Regions from separate parts of the Sus scrofa genome. Here all the other regions are linked to region 3. The links are chromatin contacts, called in public Hi-C and HiChIP or PLAC-seq maps. All regions are on one chromosome and are shown on one strand. Each heading gives the region's core, a stretch centred on a gene start, on an enhancer-like site or on the middle of the called end of the contact. The rest is flanking DNA. Distances are from core to core; before and after follow the strand shown.

Region 1 (4,376 bases), core at 1,640-4,139, 150 kb after region 3:
AGAATGGAATGAAATAAAGGGTATGAAGCACTTGGAACTGTGGCTAGACCGCAGTGGGAGGCACATATGAGGGCCTGAGGCCACCTGTGTCCTTGCAGGCACCAGGGACATGGCAGTGAACCAGGCGGGTGTAGTCCCCCTCACGGAGCTTCCATTCATGGGGGGAGAAGTACAGGCTACCATGAGAGTGGCAGGGGGTGTCGGGGAGAGAGAGCTCTTACCTGAGCAAGAGGGACTTAAACTGAGACCGTAAGAGGGGCATGGAGAGGACGTAGGAGCAGCGGGGGAGGGGAGCCTGCCGAGGTAAGGAACTGAAAGTCGGCCACACTGGGGGGCGTTGACAGCAGAGCCAGTGGCTTAGAGAAAGCAGAACTCTGGCCCTTTCTTTCTGTTTTGTTTTAGACTTTTTGGCCAATAAGAAATAATTGTTGTCGTCTCTGTGTCCAAATACCTGTCTACATGTCACACGTAAGACTTAGAATTTTGTTATTGTTGACATGGAAGAGGCCTTGATAGTGGAGAGGTGAAATCAAAAGAGAGCCTTGCTCTTCAAGAGGAGAGCAAGGTCCTTCCTTGAGCCTGCTGGCTCTTGTCAAACTGGCCAAGCTTCATGCCCTCGGAGCACCTGTCAAACTTGGGACTTCTTTGACGTCCTGACTTTTATTTTAAAAAGTTGCTGTTGGGAGTTCCCTGGTGGCTCAGCAGGTTAAGGATCTGGCGTTGTCTCTGCCTTGGCTCTGGTTACTGCTGTGGTTTGGTTCAGTCCCTGGCCCAAGAACTTTTGCATGCTGCGAGAGTGGCCAAAAAAAGTTGTCAAGCAGAAAACATAAGAACTTCCAATGAGTAGTCTTATAAAAAGCTTTGTTTCAGCAGTGCACACTAGGTATGTAGACTGAGAAAAATCATCCTGGAGAATGTGAGTTTACACTTACTGGAAACTGTTTCCCACAACGTGCCAGAAGTAGACTATGGAACATAATTACTTCTCTATGCCTGGACAGGCCATTTGTTTTTGGGAGCAAATTTTAGGCAGTCATTTCCCTGTGGGATAGGAGCACATCACTGATTTAAAAAAAAGTTCAGTGGCCACTGTATAACTTTTAATGTGTAAAGGCTCAAGAAAGGGGGATGGCTATGCAGAGAGATTTGTTGCAGCGTTGCTTGGAGAGCTGCAAAGCTGGAAGCCATCCATCAGGAGGGAAGGGTGAAGTACCAACAGTGTGGACACCGTGCTGAAGGGTAGACGGTGAAGGATACTTAAGTGGGCAAAGCAAGCGACGCAATAAAGGATGTGCTGCTTGCACAGTTGTCACAGGAGCGACCAATCGCCTCGAGTTTGTGCACAGGTATTGTTATCTCCTTGGACAAGCGTGGATAAAAGTATTACCTCCTCAGGAAAGTAAGGTTGGAAGGGTGTTAGGAGGAGAAATAACTTTTAATTGATGTAACTATGGGCTCTCTTCTTGAGTTAGACAAGTTTGCATTACTTCTGTAACGTGAAATTTGATTTTCTAAATACATTAAGGAAACAATTTGAACCAGATAGCAAAAGGAAGGAGAAACAAAGAAAAATGTCATGGTGCTGTCGCATCCTATAGTATAATATAAAACTACATTTTTTTGGGCATGCGGAAGTTTCCAGGCCAGGGATCGCGCCTGCATCAAAGCAGTGACAACTGTGGATTCTTAACCTCTGGGCCCCCAGGGAACTCCGAAACTGCAATTTAGAGTGATGTGCTGTGAGATAATGGCATCCAAGCTCTTCTGTCGTGAATGTTCAGGAGACTTAAACAACACGCCACGGTGATCTGATGGCCATGAGCCCTCTGGTCATCACCACGTGTGCCAAGGGGGCTCTTCGCCTGGTTTGAAAAGCCAAAGGCCCACTCCATCCAATCACCATCCACTTTCCGAAAGCTGAATCTTTCAGCTCCACTGACATGCACCCCGCCCTCCAATGTCACGCACTCCCTCTGTCACTTCCCAAAGTCCATGACTCGAACCCTCTCCCACAAAAGGCACTTCACACCTGCCTGGCAAACTCTTAGCATCTCGGTGAAGGGTGGGCCCCTGCAGCTGGATGCCTGAGCTCAAACACCAGCTCTGTGACTGGGAGCTCCAGGATTCATGCCCTCAGGTTACCCAAAGTCTAAGAGTGAGGGGTAAGGGTAGAAGTTTTCATCGAGAGAATCATGGACGAAATATACCCAGGACACTGTGCAGGCAGCTGAGGGAACAAGAAGGCAGGAGTCAAAAAGCCGTGTCCTGGGAAGAGGTGGTGCCCAGACGGACGAGGGAGATGAGTGGGAGGGAAGGCAAGCAGTGTCTATAGCAGGACATAGCAACTGGCTCCATCTCTCTGTGCTTTAAGACATAGGGATCATACTGGGTCTATACACAGGTCTTAGGAGAATGAAACAAGTTAATACATTAAAAAAGGTTTAGAGAAGAGGCTACATTGATGCTGGATGGGTGGAAAGAACCCTGGTTGGAGAAATCCCTATCAGAGACCCTTCTTTATTTAGGCTGTTTCCAAATACTCTAGGAAGCCTCAGTGCTAGTGTTTGCATATTGGTACACCTGGAAGTACTCACACGTTATGGGTATACAGTGCCTCATTTATTGTTCTTTATATAGTCACGTTCCAACTTAAATTGTGTGCTTCTCGGTGCATGGTGTGTATTTACCTTCTCTGATGTTTTATTCTGTTGCCCATTAAGAGAGCCTACGCCTGACTGTTTTGCCTAATGAGATGGGGGACTCCCGGAGGGAAGAAGCATAGAGTGATTTCTCTTGGGGTCTCCTAAAGACCGTGACCCCCATTTCAAGGGCTTGTTTTCAGAGTGCACAACATAATGAGAGAAAAGGAACTCACCCTTAAATGAAGAACCTTCGATCAGCTATGCCCAGGTCCACGTTTCAGTTTCATTTCCTTTCACCGACTCCTCCCCTTTGATGGTGTACCAAAGTGAAAACAATCAGGAGAGGTAGGATCCTTAAAATGAACTCTTAAAGGGACGTGGTTAGGAAGAGATTCCCTTCAAAGAACAGCCCTTTAGTTTCAGGGAACCCTTTCAGTCAAGCCAAAAGCTTGGGTTAAGTCAACAAGTTGCAAAGACAGATCATTCCTATTCTGTTTAAAGAGAAAACATCACATGATAGGGTAGAAGGGCTCCGATGAAGTGTCTCCTGTCTTTTAGGTTATGGGGGCGGGGAAAGGTTTGCGCAAACCTATTTCCGTTTCCTAGTACACAGAAACTAGATACAATATCAATCTGTTATAAATAAACATGATATCCCCTCCAACATTCGTCAGTGCTTCTGACCAGTCAACTTGATCCGTGCAAACGAGATGCCTTGAAAACCCTGTCCTGGATTTTAGAGCTGAAGAAGATATACTGATTATAAAAATATTTTTATGTCATTATATATCTTAATAAAACAACACTCATGTCTGGAGTGTACGTCAGTCTGGAAAGCCTGCCCAAAGCCAGATCTATTTATTTAAATCCGGAAAGGCAAACGGCCATGCTGGCAGCCTTTCAGCTCATCATGCTCTCATGGTTGAATGCAGATAATAATAATTGGGGTGCACCCCAGCAGATTTCTGAAAGGAGGGAATTAACCCCTATGTTTACGTTATGAATCAGCAGGGAACTATTTCAGACTCTGAGACCGACAGCAGGCACAGCTGATTCTTCTCTTTAGACTTCAAACACACGTGGAGTTCTTACTGGAGTTTCAGACTCCGATTCTAATTTCTGGGAATGCCACTTTATAACGAAGTGATGAAAGGGCTGGGTTCCCAGCGTTAACAGTTGGCTGTTCCTCCTGAGGAAGAGACCTGGCCACCCTTGGATGGTTTGTCCAGGAATTTAATGGCTCCTCTTGGTCTAACAGTCTCCTGGAGAGGAGATGGGCCATCCTAATGTCAGACCATTTTCTCCAAGGCAAAACAGCCCCAGACCAGAAGCTCGCCCCAAGAGAAGCGTTACATGGTCCCCAAGAAAATGGTGTTTATTTCACATCAGAAGTTCTCTTAAACCATTCATTTGGGGACACTCCAACTTTGTTGGCAGCTCAACCCCAGAGGAAATGTCTCCTGCTGGGGATTGTAGATGTTATTAAATCTTCAATTTACTTTCATCGGGAGAAATTCGCTTCTTATTTACTCAAGGACAACTTTAGGTACCTTGGCATAACACACACTAACTGCTATGGATTGAACATTTGTGTACCCCCCAAATTCCTATGTTGAAGGCTTAACCCCCAAGGTGATGGTATTTGAAGGTGAGGCCTTTGGGAAGTAAAGTTTAGGTAAAATAAGGAGTATGGGGCCCCAATAATGGAGTGAGTGCCCTTATAAGACGAGGAAG
Region 2 (4,633 bases), core at 709-3,208, 170 kb after region 3:
CCTAACACCAAAACTTTTTCATTCCCAGGCTCCAGCAGGGTGCACGACCTGCTTTCTGCTGACTCCCTGGTGACGTTAATAGTGGATGAAGTTGACTCGGTGGGGGGATGATGGATAAGACCCTTCAATTTAAAATTTGTGACCCCTGCTGTCCTCAGCTTTGGGACAAATAAAATCCCCATTTCTCGTCTAAAAGAGTGATTGATCCGCAAGAGGGTGAGAAGTCCTAAGGGAGGCAGCCAGCTGCCTTGCAGCCCAGCTCTGATCCTGCCAAAAACTGCAGGAGGACAGTTTGCTTTGGTTTCTTGATCTGCCTTGGGTCCCATAGGCCATGTCAAAAAACTTCAGGCTCCCTTTGGAATCTGGAAGATCCTGAATATTTCCCTGAGACGTTGTCCACTTTTTCACGAACAGATCCATCATTTTCCCCTCCCGGTTTCCTGATGTACAAATTAGATTTCATGATAGTAAAACTTGAAAACCCAGATGGATTTTTTTAAGACTCGAAGCAACGTCTCTGGTTGTCATTTCTGATATTTCAAAAGATACGTGTCCCAGTTGCCCTCCTTTTACAAATAATTACAAATGCTCCATTTCTGCTGTGTGGTACGTACACACTTGAAAGCCGAGAAATTGTCCATTTGCTGTTGTTCTGTTTGGCTTTAATGTACATAGCACCTTTAAGTTATAAATACATTTTCGCTGCAAATACTAGCTTTAAAAAAGTCTTCAATAGAAATTATAGGCACTTGACCAAGACACAAATTCCAGAAAGAGACCGATTAATCCCAGCATCCTGTATCTCCATCGGAATGAAAAATGGCCCAAGAGCATCGTACGCTATCAATTACACTGACACATTCGAAAAAATATGTATGTAGGAGAAAATACCTTAATTCTTTTGTCAGTTCTCCTTTTACTTTTTAAGAGTCTGCTTGACTCCCAAATAAAGGTATGTAGGGCAGCCTTAACCTATGTATCAACCTGTCCATGATTTAAAAAGGCAAAGCAGGGAGCTCCTGTCATGGTGCAGAGGAAATGAATCTGACTAGGAACCATGAGATTGCGGGTTCAATCCCTGGTCTCGTTCAGTGGGTGAAGGATCTGGCGTTGCCGTGAGCTGTGGTGTAGGTCGCAGACACGGCTTGGATCTGGCGTTGCTGTGGCTGTGGTGTAGACCAGCAGCTGTAGCTCCGATCGGACCCCTAGCCTGGGAATATGCCGTGGGTGCGGCCCTAAAAGGACAAAAAAATAAAAATATAAAATAATAATAAAGGCAAGGCAAAGAGCACTCTTCGCCTGCCATTTTAGGACTAGTTTCTTCCTGTTGCTCTTTCCTGCTTTGAGACACTTGTGTTCTTCCTCCCCCCTTGTGGCACTGTGGGCTGGCACGCTTCCCAGGATGGGCACCAGATGAGCTGGCTGAATGTTCCCTCCATTTAATCTGAGTGAGAACCACGGTACGTGGCGCTGCAAGTTACCCTAAACCAAAGATTACCAGGAGCAAAAGGAAAACAGGATCCATCATTTTTTCGGGAGTTCAGCCCGGGAGCCACAGACACGCACGTCAGTGTTTGACAGTACAGATAGGAAGATTTATGGGAACAATCCATGTGATTTGACCTGATCCAGGAAAGAGTTTGGGGGGAGTTTTAGAGGGCAACATGAATGCATTTTTTTTTCTAAAAATAGAGTTTCTCTTCCAAAAAGGGAGACTTTGGTGAGCTTCCAAAATGATTGGGTCACCATACTGTAAGATAATACTTCAATGCAATTAGCTCCTTGTACTGTCCGAAGTGTGTGCCAGAAATACATGACTATGGCTCGTTCATTATCACCTTTCCCAGCTCATGGGCCACGATAACCATCATTTTCTTCCAAGGTCAGCTGTGGTTCCCGCACTGAGGACTGTCTAGGTATATTTAACTTTGGGGATGGGTCCAACATGCCACTTGAAAAGAAGATCGTATTGTTTTTCCTGCTTTCCATTTCTGAAAAGGCGAGGCTTTGGCCAGTGCGTACTCGACATATCTGGCTGCAAACAGATTACTAGGAGCCAGGAAATGTGGTGCCCAATTTCAGCGTTCACTTAAGTAAAATTATTTATGACAGTCCCTCCCGTTTTTTTTTTTTTTTTTTTCTTTTTTCTAACAGGGGAGATCTGTAGTCTCAGCCAGATTGAAGGAATATTTGCATCTTGACTCAGCTACTGATGCATTTGAAGTATGGCCTTGGAGGTTTAGACTGGCTACGGTATATAAGACATTGAGCGAAGTGTCCAGAAAATGGGACGCATTCATCTAAAACATCACTAAATCAAGTTCTTGAATAATCACAGAACTTAACTTTTTTTTTTTCTTTTTTCTTTTTTCAGGGCTGTACCCTCAGCATATGGAAGTTCCCAGGCTAGGGGTCAAATTGGAGCTGCAGAGGCTGGCCCACAGCACAGCCGTAGCAATGTGGCATCTGAGCCGCGCCTGTGACCTACACCACAGTTTATGGCAACGCCGGATCTCTGACCCACCGAGTGAGGCCAGGGATCGAAACTGTATCCTCATGGATACTAGTCACATTCGTTTCTGCTGCAACCATGGGAACTCCACATCTCTTTCTTTCTTTCTTTCTTTCTTTTACGTAAGCGACTGAAACAATGACCAAAGAACTCACCAGAATGATAGGATCCACACCAGGCATTTCATCCCAGAAAACCTGGATGATGGAGATTTGAGTCGAGAGACTTGTCATTTATTACCGCCCAAGTTTGCCTTACAAACGGAAAACATTTTCTAATGGATTGGGATGGGACAGAGAATCTGGACCATACTTTAGGAAATGGCAGGATAAAGAACGACAAGAAGCAGACCCTCCAATTTGGAAGCTCAGGAGGGTTCTAGAACTATTGCATGTCAGAGCTGGAAGAGTCTTAGAGATTAGCCGTTTTGATTTCTCTGGAGTTGCACCGGTTCTGCAAAAGCCAAAAAAAAAAAAAAAAAAAAAAAAAAAAAAGGAAGGAGATGGAGGAAAAGATCATCTGAGATGCTGTCCTCCTTGATGTGTCAGGAAGTTCTGAGAACCAACTTTCACAGCAGGAACACAGAATGGGCTCTGCTGCCTGCACTGAAACAGCTGGTGAAGCCCCATATTCTTACCCTACAGCCCTGTGTGATGAAACGATCTTTTGACATCAATAAGATTGTCTTTTGAGTTTATAATTTCTTGCATGACGATTTTTACTCAGCAAACAAAGAATTTTTTCTTATTAGATTTGATCTTGGTTCAGAAAATGACACTGTTGCAAAGAATAATGATTGGAAGGAGGTGGTGGTCACAGTCTAACAGAGAGATGGATTTTTAATACTCTTGATCTTGCTGTCAACTTTCCTTATTAATTAGTAATTCCTAACAGATGGGATATGGATTACTTAGGGAAAATGATTCCAGCATTCTTTTCTAACTGTACAGAACCTGAGACGTGTGTGTGTGTGTGTGTGTGTGAGAGAGAGAGAGAGAGAGAGAGATGCAGAGAGATGCAGAGAGAGAGAGATGCAGAGAGATGCAGAGAGAGGCAGAATTGCACTGTTGCCCTTAGCTAGGCATCAGCAAGAAAACTATGGATAACACTTCTAATTATCTGCGAGTTCCCTATTTTCAAAGGGAGTACCTGTTAGATACATTCGTGGGGTCAAGAGGGGGTGAATAATGTCCCCCAAGTCTGTGGATAATGGAAAGCAGGAGTTGGAATCCTAGCATTTCTGAAGGTCAGACCTGGGCTCAGAGAATCAAGAAATCATTTTTCTCCTGTGTTCATTCCAGGATTGATTATCCAGCAGAACCTATTTTACTTTAGCTTGATAAAGAACTTTTTTTACTCCCTCCTCCCTCGAACAAGTAGAATTTTACCCAGTACGTTAAAAGCTGCAGCTGGAGAGTGTGTTATTGTCTCATGGCAAGAGGGCAGGGGTAGACAATGTCCGGCTTCGGAGGGCTCACCCCAAGTTCAGAGTAGCTGTGGTTCTCCGGGTGTGATCTGTGGACCCCTGGGTGCCCCCGAGGCCTTTCAGGGAGATTCATGAGGTCAAACTACATTTTATGACACTGAGATGTCCTTTACATTTACCCCGGGTTGGCTTTCACATCCGTGATGCACTAGCACGATGGGTAAAGCTTCAAAGTCAAGGCAGTGGTACCAGCCTGTCTCAGCAATTGTTGCAAACTTTACTGTCCTTGCTTGTAAAATATGCTAGTTCCATTTAAGAGTGCCCTTATGAAGCAGTAAAGTGTCTTCATTGCACTGGTCTTGATTCTCGGTGAAAGGTCTTTTTTAACATTTTGACATAAAGCACTTTGCTACCTACAGAAGTACAGTCACCATGGTACATTTTCTGGAGGAAAAATAGCTGCATAGCTGTTTGAGTCACATGCTTAACCAGCTGCTTTTTTCATGAATCCCATTTTCACTTGAGAGAATGACTGACAGGCAAATGGGGGCTATTCTGCCTTGGATACATGGCAGGTGTATTTTTGTAAAAGAAATAAAGTGAGCTGCCATTTCATGGAAAACAACCCATAGCATCTGTTGTCAATGATAAAATCCAAACTTTCAAGTGAATATTAGATGTTTAAAATACTTTTA
Region 3 (4,519 bases), core at 2,015-4,514:
GGTGAGGCTCAGATCCCGCGTCGCTGTGGCTCTGGCGTAGGCTGGTGGCTACAGCTCCGATTCAACCCCTAGCCTGGGAATCTCCATATGCCGCGGGAGCGGCCCAATAAATAGCAACAATAACAACAACAACAACAACAAAAAGACAAAAAAAAAAAAAAAAAAGTAAATGGAAATTTTAAAAGAGAAATAAATTTTTCACAAAAATTTTCAGTACAACATGCATCTTTGTATAATGTACTAATTATGAGAGTAGATACTGGCCAAGATTTTGTGAAAAGTGGCACAATGGTATTGGCAGCACCTCTGTAGCGCCAGGGCATAGGTTCGATCCCTGGCCCAGTGAAGTGGGTCAAAGGATCTGGCATTGTCACAGCTGCAGTACAGGTCGCAACTGTGGCTCAGATCTGATCCCTGGCCTGGGAACTCCATATGCTGAGGGGTGGCCAAAAAAGAAAAAGCGAGAAAAGAAAGTTTCCCTGAGAAGTCCAATTTCCATGCACCACTAATTGCCCACCTCCTCTTTAAATACAGAGAATATCAGTACCTGAGGATGATTAGCAATGAGAAACAAAGTCCATCTTTCCATCTGAGCTGCTGAGTAACTGTAATTCTATTTTGGTGCAAGACTTTCTGAAGGTGGTCTCCATGTCCAGGCCTCACAGTCCCCCGCAAAGAATATTTATGTCCTACTAAGTTTAAAAGACCAATCAAGGCAGGGCTTTCTATAAGTAATGTCATAACAAGATCAGTAAGTGTTGCTTTGCTCTTTTCAAGCTCAGAAAACCTGAGTTATAATTTTCTGAGAACTCTTAACGGAAAGGTTCTCTTCAAGAGAAGCACTACTATCCTCAGCACTGATACCCAGTCTGATGGAGCCAATATTAACTAAGTGACTACTCAGGCTAAATGGCCCAGGAAATCACGTTTTCAACAATGGGGTAAACTTAAAAAACCCAAAAGAAATGAAATGACTAGAAAATGAGTTTTCTCTGACTTCAATTAATAAACAAATATTCTGCCAGGGGATAAATTATCTCCTGTCCCACAAACTTTAAAAACAAGTCACAAAATCCACATTAGAATATAAGTTTTTTAATTTTTATAAATAACTTATCTGTTACAAAGATAGTTTACCCAGCTAAATCACAAAACCATCAACTCAAGATATCCAAATTACGTTTTATTAATAAAACAAGTAAAAACTGATTTATCAATCTTCACATAGAACTGCAGATGAAGCTGAAAAACAAGGCCTATTTTTAAAACAAAATGCATCAAATGTAAGGGCTTTGGGCTTATTGTCTAATTAACTAGGATTGTCATAGTTCTTCCCATATACAAGATGTAAAGCCTAGAAGTTAAGGCTTTGACATTCATATAGAATCACCTGTAATAATTTCGTTTATTTAAAAAATATTCATTTGCAAACATTTACAGTGGGTGACAGTCTACATTATCTATCTCTTGCTACATTACAGCACTTCCTTTAGCCCCGTTCTAAGCATTGATATATAATTTCATAATTCTGTTTGTTTAAATGCATACTGTTATTTCTTTTTCTTGATTTCATTTAGTTATATACATTCCTGATCATCTGAATACTTATTTTCCTTATAAAAATATATCATCAAAATAAAGAGATGCTTGAGGTTGCTTCAGTGTTCAAGTCTGCTTGTTTTTCTTTTTTCCAGCTTTTCTTCAGTTGTCCTAAATATGACTAGCCTTGTTTATAAATACAGAAGATACTGCCACCAAGTCAGGTTTAGAAATGGACTGCCCCAACAGTAAAGCATATAAATTTCTCTCCAAAAAAAGGGCTGTAGGTACTGCTATTGTTGCTGGTTTTGAAACTGTACTTTCCCAACAGTAATCTCTGGTGAAAGTTCTGTGGGACACCGGCAGGTAAAGCAAGCTTAACCTTGTTGCTGTCAGTGGGTTAAAAATATCTTTTGTTTTAGGCTTCCTTGTGGAAGATAAAATACTGAATTGTGCTACCCACTGAGAAGGTCAGTATATAGTGTGACCTACAGACATAAGTCTTGTAATATTGTTTGCAGTTCACTGTGCAGCATCGTATGTCTTCACAGAACATCGGCACTTATGAGGGCAAAGTACAGAGGAAGGAGAGGAAAGTTATTTTGTGCATGGTTTCATTTCATTAATGCTTTTTTCTTTTAAGGCATTGCTTCGCTCAGGTAAGGCTTAAAAAGGGACATGATCGTGCTTAATCACTAAAAGGAAAAAAGAAAATTAGTTAACAAAAGACTATTACACTATACATATAGAAATATAAGAAAATAATAAGGAAGAAAAGAAATCACTTAAAGCAGACTCAAGAGATCTGTACAGTAGGAAAAGCTCTGGGGATATTTCACTCCATGTTTGTACAGACAATGCATGCTGCTTTCCTGTTCATCTTTAGACCCTAGATGCTGGCTTCACAGAGTGGAGACATTTTCAGGGAAGACAAAGACAAAGGCCAAGAGTACCACAGATTTGTGAACTTCTTCCCCTATCCATTGGCACTAAGCGGCAGCACACAGTTTTTAAATAGTTAAACCTTGTTCCTTTTCTTCATGTTTGTAGTGTTTCACCAAAGCTTTAAGGAAAAAAAGCTACTGTCTATTCCTTCCTCCTGTCAAAATTCAGTAGTGACATGAGGGGAAAAGGCACCGGGAACACTCAGGCATGGATATACTGAGAGTTATCCACAACGGGCTGCGGGTAACACTGTACATGGTTAGGCAGCGGGCAACCGAGTCTTTCAGCAGATCCCCTTTCATGTGATGACTTTCAACTGCCTGTGACATTAGACTGAGGTATTATTAGCTCTGTGGGCTGACGTTTGACACTAGCACGACACCATCTTGCTGCACCTTCAATTTGACAAAATCCTAAGCAGTGAAACTCTCCCCCTGATGACAGACTGGTTTCTTGAACTTCAGATGTGGTTTTAGAGAAGACACAGGGCCTCTTGGCTCAGAAATGCCTTGGCATCTCACACTGTTCACAACGGATTAAGGCTGGATGGTTCAAAAAAGTACAGGCAGTACAATTCCACTGAGCCCCCTCGTCATCTTCTGTGTCTTGAGACTTTGGGGTTTTGATGGAGGACCTTTGATCTGTAAGGAAGCAAAAGAATTATTTTAGAAGCAAAAATCACAAAGCCATAAATTACTGACAACTTGAAACAATCTTTGTACTGCCCAGCATGAAGGAGCTTGTTAACCAAATGAAGCTTCTAGCTGAAACGGATACACATGCTTGATCCTCAGCAGCCTCTATCAGGCTGGCACTTCTTAGCTGGGAAATCGCAACACAGACATGACATAATCAGCTCAGAATCACCTCAAAGGGGAAAAGAGCATCATCTCTCCCAACTTGCAGCAGGAGAAAAGGGAAATCAATTAGCAAATGGCTAAGATTCCCACAAAATCACCCAAGACCTCAAAAAGGTGTCCAACTACAATGCAATACTCGTAAGTGCATTTATTGTGTCTCATGTTCCACCGAAGTAGTATTTGTAGTTCTGTTTTCTACCAGGAATGGAAGTTTTTTTTTTTTTTTGTCTTTTTTGTTGTTGTTGTTGCTATTTCTTGGGCCGCTCCCACGGCATATGGAGGTTCCCAGGCTAGGGGTTGAATCGGAGCTGTAGCCACCGGCCTACGCCAGAGCCACAGCAACGCGGGATCCGAGCCTCACCTCGTCTGCAACCTACACCACAGCTCACGGCAACACCGGATCCTTAACCCACTGAGCAAGGGCAGGGATCGAACCCGCAACCTCATGGTTCCTAGTCGGATTCGTTAACCACTGCGCCACGACGGGAACTCCAGGAATGGAAGTTTTTATTAAATGTTCTCTATCTGCTAAAAATCTAAGCTTGAACACCAGTAAGATATAAAGATGAACTAATTTCTAAAATCTTTTTACTATTTAACTAAATATCAGCGATAAACACTGGAGAAGTTAATCAGTGTAAAATTTTACCATACTCTATTTCTCATTTTATTTTAAAATTGTATTTATTATGGAACGGTAGAAAGAATACGAGGTTGAGAATTGTGAGAACTGCGCCTTTGCTACTAACTCTCTCCCTTTTTTTTGGTCTTTTTAGGGCCGCGTGGCATATGGAGGTCCCCTCAAAGTGGAGCTCTAGCCACTGGCCTATACCACAGCCACAGAATGTGGGATCCGAGCTGCTTCTCTGACCTATACCACAGCTCACGGCAACGCTGGATCCTTAATCCATTGAGTGAGGGCAGGGATTGAACCTGTGTCATCATGGATACTAGTCAGATTCATTTCCACTGAGCCAGGATGGGAACTCCCTACTAACTCTTGATTTCTTTGCTCTGTGATCTTAGATAAATCATGAATCCTCTAGGTATAATCTTTCTTACTTATAAAGTCACTGCAGCTTTAAATCAACTATAAGGAAAAAAATTTTTAAAAAAATGAAATAAATTAGGAAAAATAAAGCCACTGCAGCTTTAAGAGGCCAATGTTCTAGAAT

The links. Hi-C and Micro-C count contacts between places; a contact is called where the count stands out from the background. HiChIP or PLAC-seq counts read pairs in DNA pulled down with a chosen protein or histone mark.
Region 1: a Hi-C map of skeletal muscle shows a contact between it and region 3, with 4 times the contacts expected there. The contact joins two enhancer-like sites. A contact is called at or near these places in 2 of 47 Hi-C or Micro-C datasets (both in skeletal muscle) and 1 of 2 datasets of contacts at active chromatin or transcription factors (alveolar macrophages).
Region 2: an H3K27ac HiChIP or PLAC-seq map of skeletal muscle shows a contact between it and region 3. The contact joins two enhancer-like sites. A contact is called at or near these places in 2 of 47 Hi-C or Micro-C datasets (both in skeletal muscle) and 1 of 2 datasets of contacts at active chromatin or transcription factors (skeletal muscle).

Annotation. Positions count from the first base shown.
Region 1 is chr1:16,678,337-16,682,712 of Sscrofa11.1, forward strand. No RefSeq gene overlaps it. Among named protein-coding and RNA genes, the nearest start is that of TAB2, 69 kb to the left of the region's middle. Within about 2 kb of position 2,890, at least 19 of the 83 cell types and tissues checked have an H3K27ac peak or open chromatin away from gene starts, as enhancers often do. A contact at or near this core is called in skeletal muscle, where this site is marked.
Region 2 is chr1:16,702,738-16,707,370 of Sscrofa11.1, forward strand. No RefSeq gene overlaps it. Among named protein-coding and RNA genes, the nearest start is that of TAB2, 93 kb to the left of the region's middle. Within about 2 kb of position 1,959, at least 3 of the 83 cell types and tissues checked have an H3K27ac peak or open chromatin away from gene starts, as enhancers often do. A contact at or near this core is called in skeletal muscle, where this site is marked.
Region 3 is chr1:16,532,202-16,536,720 of Sscrofa11.1, forward strand. It overlaps TAB2 (TGF-beta-activated kinase 1 and MAP3K7-binding protein 2), which reads right to left. Exons shown (of 8, transcript XM_013992499.2): 8 at 1,163-3,125. The coding sequence ends at 2,983. Among named protein-coding and RNA genes, the nearest start is that of ZC3H12D, 71 kb to the left of the region's middle. Within about 2 kb of position 3,265, at least 5 of the 83 cell types and tissues checked have an H3K27ac peak or open chromatin away from gene starts, as enhancers often do. A contact at or near this core is called in skeletal muscle, where this site is marked.